Regions from separate parts of the Mus musculus genome. Here regions 1 and 3 are each linked to region 2. A link is a contact called in public Micro-C and promoter capture Hi-C data. All regions are on one chromosome and are shown on one strand. Each heading gives the region's core, a stretch centred on a gene start, on an enhancer-like site or on the middle of the called end of the contact. The rest is flanking DNA. Distances are from core to core; before and after follow the strand shown. Region 1 holds the start of Ptpn1 (protein tyrosine phosphatase, non-receptor type 1). Region 2 holds the start of B4galt5 (UDP-Gal:betaGlcNAc beta 1,4-galactosyltransferase, polypeptide 5). Region 3 holds the start of E130018N17Rik (RIKEN cDNA E130018N17 gene).

Region 1 (2,700 bases), core at 108-2,607, 580 kb after region 2:
GCTCACCCTGGGCAGTCTGAACAAACCACAGAATCTGCACCCAGATGACATCAGAGAGGAAGATTTTTTTTTTCTTTTAAACATGTTTTTAGATTTATTTGTATGATGGTTTTGTATGCATGTATGTACAGTAGTATGGTATCACATGTATACCCTGTGCCCTTGAAGGTCAGAAGACGGCCTGAAACTAGAGTTAGGATGGTTATGAGTCACCAACAAACCCCAAGGAAGATTTTTTCCCTTTTGGTTGTTTTTTTGTTTTGAGAAGGGGTCTCACTGTATAACTGGCTGTCCCGGAACGATGTAGACCAGGCTGGCCTGGAACTCAGAGACCCCTTGCTTCTACCTGGAGAGTTTAAAGGCAAGTGCCACCACATCTGGTCAGGATTTTCTTGATACTGGAGAAAGACAGAAAACTAGCACCACATGTCCCATCCGTTCATTCTGCCAGGGTAAAAACTCTTATGGACTTTCCCAAGTTTCATGAGAGCAGAGTGGCCAGCTGGGTGTTAGCACCTGTCCAAAACTCCGGAGACTGAGGCAGGCAGATCCAGAGCTGGAGGCTGGCCTGGGTTACGTAGTGAACTCCAGGCCAGCTCGGGCTATAGAGTGATTCGTTGTCTAAAACGAACACTCTGCTCGCTGGGATGTGGCCGGAGTAGGTCCTAGCATGCACGGAGCTCTGGTTTATCCCCCGCAATGCATGTCTGTGATTCCAAGACGTGGGAGATGGAGGCGAGAGGATCATCCTTCGCCTGACAGCAAATAAGAGGTTATCCTTGGCCTGACAGCAAGTGAGAGGCCAGCCTGGAATATCGTGACCCTGAGTTAAAAATAAAGAACGGAGCCCGAAGTGATGGCACACACCTTTAATCCCAGAACTCGGGAAAAAGGCAGCCGGATTTATGAGTTCGAGGCCAGTCTTGGTCTACAGAGTGAATGTGAGGACGTCCAGGGCTACGCACAGAAACCCTGTCTGGAAAAACCAAGACAAAAAGGAAAAAAAGAAAAAAGAAAAACAGACCGGGACAGGAAACGCCGCTCCCACTCAACCGCCCAGCTCGAGGCCACGCCCTCGCCGCCTGACTCAACCGGCGGGCTTGAGGCTCGAACTCAGGATACTCCCCGAGTCCCGCCTCGGCCCACGCGCCGTGGGCGCGCCGCCGGGGGTCGCTTGGGCAACGGGCGCGCGCCCTCCGGAGCGCGGAACCCGGGAAGCCGCACGCGGCGCGCGCAGCAAGTCTGCTCCTCGGGTTCGGGCCTCGTCCGCGATGCCCCGCCTACCGCTCCGCCCCCGCGGAAGTGCCGGCCGCCTTTTCGCTAGCTGACTGGTCCTCCCGTACAGAGGGCGGAGCTCGCGGTGAGGCGGGGGTGCGTACTTCCGGCTGCCGGCTTGACATGCAGAAGCCGCTGCTGGGGAGCTTGGGGCTGCGGTGGTGGCGGGTGACGGGCTTCGGGACGCGGAGCGACGCGGCCTAGCGCGGCGGACGGCCGTGGGAACTCGGGCAGCCGACCCGTCCCGCCATGGAGATGGAGAAGGAGTTCGAGGAGATCGACAAGGCTGGGAACTGGGCGGCTATTTACCAGGTGCGGAGCCGGGGGCCCCTAGGCCGCGCCGTCTCCCCGACCCTCCCGGCTCGGGGGACTCCTGTCGCGCATCCTCGTCGCCCTAGACCCCTCTTGGGGTTCGCGGCCCCTGCGACACCCCCACTCGCCTCTATCTCTCCGCGGTCCCTGTCATCTTCGAGCTCCCCCCGCAAACCCGACCCCAACATGGCCCAGCCACCCTTTGTCCCCACTGGTCCACACCCCTGCCGCTTCCTTGTCTGGACTGGACCACCTCAGGCCCTCTTCCTTTGTCTCCTGGGGAGGAGGGTGGGCTCGCCGACACCCCCGCCCCCTCACATTTCACTTCCTCGGGCCTCGGTGTGCGGTGGTGGAGGCCCGGGGATGACAGCCCCCTTACTCCTTCCTGTCCATTCATTTGTTAGACGTGAGCTGGAGGGTCTCTTCGGTGCTAGGCTTTGGAGCTGGTGTGTATTGAACGCCACCGTAGACCTAACCTATCCCCCCCCCCCCGAGAGGCTATAGTCACACAGACATTCAAATACTGATCATTGCATCTGGTGACAAGTGTTGAGAAGAGAAAGACCTGTTCTGGTGGAGGGTGACTGTACGCAAAGGGGCTGCCTTGTCTAGGGCATCACCGGCAGGGCTGCTAGCGGCTCGACAGGGAAGGAGACTTGCTCTTTGAATAGACCAAGGAGTGACAAGCCATGAGGTTAGGCGACTAACTAGGGGGACACAGAACCCATTCCTATAGCTGCCTGACCCTCTCCAAATGGCCTCTTTCTTTTGTCTTTTATCCTTTGACCGTGAGCTGAGATGGTTTCTGTTTTCTGTGATCCGGTCCACTTGAGGGGTTCTGGTGGTTCATTAAAAAAAAAAAAAGTATTATGAAAGTAGGGTTCTCCCCCCCACCCCCCGCCATGTATGAAACAGTGAATTGAAAATGCAAAGATGTCTTTGCAAGCAGCTAAGTCCTCTAAAGAAAACAAATCTTCCGATTAAATGTCAGTGCGGGGGTTGTGAGGATTAACCATACTCGCCAGGCATCTTAAATAAGCATGTGCAAAATAGATCCTGTTCCTCGGGTAAAGAGAGCAGGCGGTTTATTCTGCTTTCAGCTTCTAGGTTCAA
Region 2 (3,064 bases), core at 366-2,865:
CAGAAACACCTGTCACTTTCACAAAAGGAAGAAAAATAGAGGGTCTGGCTGGAAGATGCCTGCAGGTTTAAACCTATCACTTCACTCTCATTTTGTGAGAATCTAATATCCTATTCGCTAATGAGCTCTCTTCTCAATTAATTTCACTAATTAGTTATCTATTCTTGTTCAGCCAGAATTCCTGCCCTTCTACTTAGCAAGCCTAACAAGCCACAATAATTATACATCCCTGGTGGAATGCCACTCACCAAATCAGTGAGGACAGTCTCAAGTTAGCTTTTCCATCTTCCCAGGTCAGGCTGACAGCATGAAACACCAACTTTAAACATCAAGTGAAACAAGCTTTAAAAAAAAAAATAATCAGGGGAGAGACTCTCTCCCTCTCTCCCTCTTTCTCTGGAAATTTCTCTGCCAGTTCAGAGTTGCCAGGTCAACAGGGAACACCAGCATTTACTACTCCGATCTCAAAGGCACTTCCCCTAAGCGGCACCCATCCCAACCATCCAGAATTCTCGCCCTCGGCCCCACCCCCAACAGCATCTTCTCATTTTTCACCAAGGGCTGAAGTTTTCACTAGCACTCCAAGACCACACTAAGGGAGGCAAGTCGCATTCCTTAAAACTCTTTCCTTCTGTCCCCCAAACTACCTGTAACAGCGAATATTTATTTATTATGTATGTATTTATTTCGAAGACGTTGGGCGTCCGCTATAGGGAGAAAAGCTTAAAGGGCATTTATGGCCCTCTGTCCTTTAAAGGCTGGGATTCGTGTCCCCATTTTACAGAGAAGAGAAGCTGAGGGCCCAAGGTCATACAGGACATCTGACCTCAGTGTCCTCTGCCTTTAACCCTCTCGCTGCCTTTGCCTTCTCATCAGCGTCCAGTCTGTTCCGGGAAGGGCTCGTTTTCTCTCCAGGCGGTCTCCCCCTCTAAAGGGCGGACCTTGGAGAACTGCTACCCATTCCGTTTCTTCTCTGGGCGACCCCCCCCTCCCTTCCACCTGGCACCGCTTCTTCAAGGCCCCTGTCACAGCACCTCCTCCATGGCCAATTCAAACTTCCCATCGGTCCCCAGAGCAGGTCGGGTCCGCTATGAGCGGCGGGCGAGCGGCGGGCTCCAGGGAGGAGGGGGGGGAGGGGAAAGGGGCGCGCAGCCCGCAGCCCCGCCGGGTCTGGGCAGCCAACGCGCGGCCGCGGAGGGCGCGGGCGGCTGCGTCAGGGAGGAGGCCGCGTGTGCGGGCGGGCTGCGGGGTGGCGCGGCAGGAAACGGCGAGTCACGGAGCGCGGGGTCGGCCGGGGCGGCGGCGCGGGCCGCAGCGGGAAGAGGCGTGGGGTGGCCGCAGGGTCGCCTTCCTACCTATGCCGGGCGCCACATAGACGAAGTAGAGCAGCGAGGACGACAGCGAGAAGAAGAAGAGCGCGGCGAGCAGCGAGCGGCGCGGCAGCCGCAGCAGCCCCCGGCGGGCGCGCATGCTGAGCCGGCGGCCGCTCGAGGGCCAACCCGGGCCCCGCTCCCGCCGCTCCGGTCCGCCGCCTGGGCCTCGGCCGCCGCCTTCCGGGCTTCGCGCGCCGCCGCCTCGCCGCTTTCAGCCGCCGGCCGCCGCGGGCCGGGCCACATGAGGCGGGAGGGGGCCGACGACCAGAGGAGCTCAGCGGCGGGGGCGAGGCGGGCGGGGCGGGGCCTGTTAGGAGGGCGGGGTGAGGGGCGGGGTCTGATGCTGAGGGCGGGGCGAGGGCAAGGGCCGCAGTCTGAGGAGCAGATGGAGGTACCAGACCTGAGGCAGGCCTGATGGGGACCGAGTAAGGGCGGGGCCTAAACTGGGGGCCGGACGAGGGCGGGGCCTGATGTTAAGGGTGCCTCCGCGAGCCTGAGAACACCGGCGGGGACCGGGCTTGAAGTCTGATGGGGAGGGGGATAAGGGCGGGGCCGGGAGCATAACAAGCATTTTGCGGGAGCCTGAGCCTGAGGCCTGACGGGGAGGAGAGAAGGGCGTGGCCTGAGGCAAGGGGGCGGGAATGGGCAGGGCCTACAGTCCGGGGAGCGCATCTGTGGGGCGGGGCCTGGATGTGGGGGCGGGGCGGGGCGGGGCGGGGTTCACGCGCGAGCACTCTAGCCGCAAGATCCTCGAGCGGCCGCCGCCCATGCTGGCAGGAAGCGGCTCGCTAGTACGACTTGGTTCCCGTGCGAGCTCCCCACGCGGGGATCGAGGGGTGGTGGACAATGTGTGAATAGCCAGGTAGCCCGCCGCTGCAGCAGAGCAAGGATGCAGAGGCCGGGGCATTCGTGTTCGCCCTCACTCATCCATTCATTCCAGACACCATTTATGATAAAGTGGCAGTTACGGGTCCTGGGGCCGGGGATGCTCCACGGAGCAAAGATTCCTCTGGGAACCTGTATTAATGCGAATAAGAAAAAAATCAATATAACAGATGATGATGATAAGAGATATGAAAACAATTAGACATGAAGATGTTTCGGATGCATTCTACTCTAGTCTGAGATTGAGGGGGAAGCCTCTCCTTCCTGGGTGGCATGAACACAAAAGAATGTGAAAGTGCCAGGTGGAGAAAGAGTGGTCCCACTAAGGGGAACTACAAATGCAAAAGCCGGAAGGAAGGAAGAAGGGGCTTGATCCGCCTTCAATGAATCCAAGGATAAAATCCCAGGAAAGAAGAAGAGATCCAAACAAGGTCACATCCTACAGGACAGAACAGTGGTGACAACTGTCAATGTTAAGACACCGAGAAACAGGGCTTCTTAGCCAGTAACAGCCTCTCTCTAAGTCCTGAGATCGTGGCTCCCCTACCCCCACTTTGGCCCCATTGCACCGATGAGAAAACTGAAGCTTCTGGAAAGAGAAGCAAGTCGTCTAAGTTGTGAAGTAAGGGCTCAAATCAAAAGTGGCCTGCCACCGGGGCTTGACCACTAACCCCATTTCTCATTCTGCACTGTCATGTGCACTTCCAAGCCTCGACTTTCCCATCACCTCCAAAGCCATGTTTTGGTATGTGTTCCTTTTGGTTTCTCAAACCAGTGCTCTACAAGGACAGAGATTCTGTTTCATG
Region 3 (3,063 bases), core at 399-2,898, 810 kb after region 2:
AGGAGAATACTGGGGAACTTTTCATTTCTTGGGGTCCATTTTTTTCCACTAGACTGAAAGCTAAAGAGAGGGTCATGAGTGTCTCTTTAGAATGTGTCCCCTCCTGCCAGACAGGCTGGGTATGGCAGAAGTAGAGACTTCTTCAGTGTTGGTGGCAACATTCAGAGACTTACCTGGGAGCTGAGGAGGGCACCTGGGTGCACCCCACCCCCCAAAGGAGGCTTTTGCTCCTAGGATTGTTCTTCAGTTGAAAATATTTCATGCTGAGCTCTGGGCTCCTTGAAAGCCCCACTTCAGGAGTTTGGGCCCCTTGTCCAATCAAAGGAGAGAAAAGAAACCCAGCCTTAGGTCAGTGGAGCAGGGCTCTGGGGAACGGAGCCTGAGGAGCAGGCCAGAGCTTAAGCCGCACACAAGAGCATCCCACCTGAAGACTGTTCCAGTCCGTGTGAAGGGAGCTTTGAGCCAGGCCTGTGCCCCCTCAGGTCTGCAGGAGACCATAGCTGATGTCTGCAGCCAACCTGGGTCTGCCCTCAGCGCCATGTGCCCAGAGGCTCAGTAGCTCACTAATTTGTTGTTAACCACTGTTTGTTTCCTGCCAAGCCAAAACATCTTGTTCATGAGGTTTTACCTTGATGAATTTTCTCCATGAGAGGTACTTTCCAGTGAAGGAAGGATCCAGGACTCAGGGCAGAGGCTGTCCATGCAGCAGGCAGTCTGGCTATGGTGGCCTAGACTGGCTTTTCACCTTAATCCAGCAGGGCTAGAAGAGACCAGGAGGCCAGGTGGTCCCAGGAAAACTAGTCAGGGGCCCTGGTGGCAGAAGGGACACTTTGCCCACAGCAGAGCAGGCATGAGACGGAACTGCAGGGAGACGGGAACAGATTCTCCTGTTTGGGAAAAAGCTGGACGTCAGACATTTTTTTATTTTTGAAACAAGGTCTTGCTTTGCAGCCCTGGCTGGCCCAGAACTTGGCATGTAGACCAGGCTGCATGTTGGCCCCGCAGCAAGGCTTAGCCTGGGTATACTGGTACACTCCTGTAATCCCAGCATTTGGGAGGAAGAGGCAGGAAGATCAGAAGTTTCAGGTCAGCCTCAGATTAGCTAGAGATGACCTTTAACTCCTAATCCTCCTGCCCCTGGCTCTGCCCCTTCAGAGGCCTCTGAGATCAGATGCATAGAATGAGGGACATCTGTCCATCAGGTTGTACTAGCTCCAGCCCAGACTTCCCAGCTCTTAGCTTTGGCCCCTGATTCTGACGTCTTATAAAAACTCCAGAGACAGGTGACTCCACTTTACAAGGAAGGAGCTCTAGGCTCAAAGACCTCACAGTGTCCCTCTCCCTGCCTGTGTTCTGTCTGGGTGGACCATAGCCTCTGTCCTACCCATGGTGACACGTGGGCGAAAGGATCTGACCCCAGCTATGAAGTCCCAGAGGGACCCTGGGTAGGATCCCTCGGCTACCATCTACCCAGTTACATTTCCAGTACCTGCAGAGGGCACGTGCTCTTCCTCAAGGTTGTGCACCCAGTAGGTGCTCAATACATTCCAGAGATATCTGACCTTCCAGCTCTGTTTGGCTCTCTGTCTGACAGCAGAGAGCTGACAGAGAAGAAATGGCGGCTGTAGGGAATGCTGCCCTGCCCTGGCTGGCCTGTAGGGGTCGTCCTTGGGTGCTAGGCTTGGAGTCCCTCCCTTCCCCACCCCCAGCCAGCAGGAGAGAGGCTTAGCTGGGCCTCCTCCCCCAGCGGGGGGCCCCAGGAGGGCCATGGGGAGGAGCCTGCCTGGCTGGAGCTGGGAGGGCTCTTGCTGAAACACAAAGCAGCCAGGGGAGGTTCCAGGCGCCTGCTGGCAGCTCTGAACCGGCTTCTTTCTCTTCCTGCCTTCAGCAGTCCTGGTGGTAAAAACGCCGCATGACAGATGGCTAATACCGAAGCAAAGATGGAGGCCGAGTCCCACACCTCCCCAGCACCCAGCCTCCTACACAATCATGCTTTTGTGTGTGTGTGTGTGTGTGTGTGTACACGCTCATGCCAAGGCAGCAAGCATACCTGTAGTGGTCAGAGTACAAGAGGTCAAATTGTTTCTGGGTTTTTGTTTTGTTTTGTTTGTTTGTTTGGTTGGTTGGTTTTTTGGAGAATCTTGTGTAAGACCAACTGGGTTGGAACTCTTGTTTTGTAGACCAGGGTGGTCACTTGCCTCTTCTTGCCAAATTTTGGTATTAAAGGTAAGCACCACCCTGTCTGGCTTAGAGAGCAGTTTATGGGCATTGGATCTTTCCACCATGTGAGTCCCTAGGATGGTGGAACCATTTGTCAGGCTTAGCAGCAAGCACCTGTACTCACTGAGCCATCTCATTGGCCCTGACCTGTGTTTTCAGATGGTTGTGTTCATGTTAAAGCTTTGGGGAGAGTCAGTTGGATTCTCATTATGACCGTGAGACGTTTTTATTTGGTGGTGGTGGGGTGTTTGTGTAGGCATAATGAGAAGCACCCCAACTTATTTGGTGGGGACACACTCAAAATTTCCTTTTCGCAAATCTGTGTCGTCCTCTGATGTCTGGGGCTTGTATGGTGACATGATTAATGGAACCTGCCTCTACTCCTGGGATCCCAAGAGCATCCAACCCAGGAGTGACAACCTGGAAGCTGTCCAACACAGCCAGATGCCCCTTGAAGGCCCGATGTCTGTCCTGGGTTATCAGATGGAAGATGGCTGTGGATAGTGGCCCAAGGCCAAGGGGTCCACCCTGTCTCCTCTGAGCTATCTGTGGTAATTTCCAGAAGGAACCCTGAGCTTCAAGCTCAGTAGGTAACGGCCTTGCCTAAGGAGCCTGAGCACCTGAGCTCTGTCCCTTGACCCCGAATTTCAAAAGCAGGGTGTGCAACCAAGTATGACCTTGTACGAGGCAAGTAAAACAGGGGGTTCAGGAGCTTAAAGTCACCCTCAGTGACATAGCAATCTCAAGACCAGCCTGGCACATAGGAGCCTCTTGTCTAAAAATTAAACCAGTTGGTAGTGATGGCACTATTGTAATCCCGGAACTGCGGAGAGGAGACGGGCA

What was found. Promoter capture Hi-C pulls out the DNA fragments that hold promoters and counts their contacts. Hi-C and Micro-C count contacts between places; a contact is called where the count stands out from the background.
Region 1: a contact with region 2 is called in a Micro-C map of embryonic stem cells, with 6 times the contacts expected there. The contact joins the promoter of Ptpn1 here to the promoter of B4galt5 in region 2. A contact is called at or near these places in 1 of 484 Hi-C or Micro-C datasets (embryonic stem cells), 1 of 115 datasets of contacts at active chromatin or transcription factors (effector CD8 T cells) and 1 of 9 other capture datasets (pancreatic islet).
Region 3: a contact with region 2 is called in a promoter capture Hi-C map of liver, with 2.6 times the contacts expected there. The contact joins the promoter of E130018N17Rik here to the promoter of B4galt5 in region 2. A contact is called at or near these places in 2 of 39 promoter capture datasets (hippocampal neurons and liver).

Annotation. Positions count from the first base shown.
Region 1 is chr2:167,930,970-167,933,669 of GRCm38.p6, forward strand. Ptpn1 (protein tyrosine phosphatase, non-receptor type 1) reads left to right here and starts at 1,358. Exons shown (of 9, transcript NM_011201.3): 1 at 1,358-1,587. The coding sequence starts at 1,525.
Region 2 is chr2:167,347,563-167,350,626 of GRCm38.p6, forward strand. B4galt5 (UDP-Gal:betaGlcNAc beta 1,4-galactosyltransferase, polypeptide 5) reads right to left here and starts at 1,616. Exons shown (of 9, transcript NM_019835.2): 1 at 1,356-1,616. The coding sequence starts at 1,470.
Region 3 is chr2:168,152,865-168,155,927 of GRCm38.p6, forward strand. It overlaps E130018N17Rik (RIKEN cDNA E130018N17 gene), which reads right to left and starts at 1,649. Exons shown (of 2, transcript NR_040327.1): 1 at 1,490-1,649; 2 at 1-887.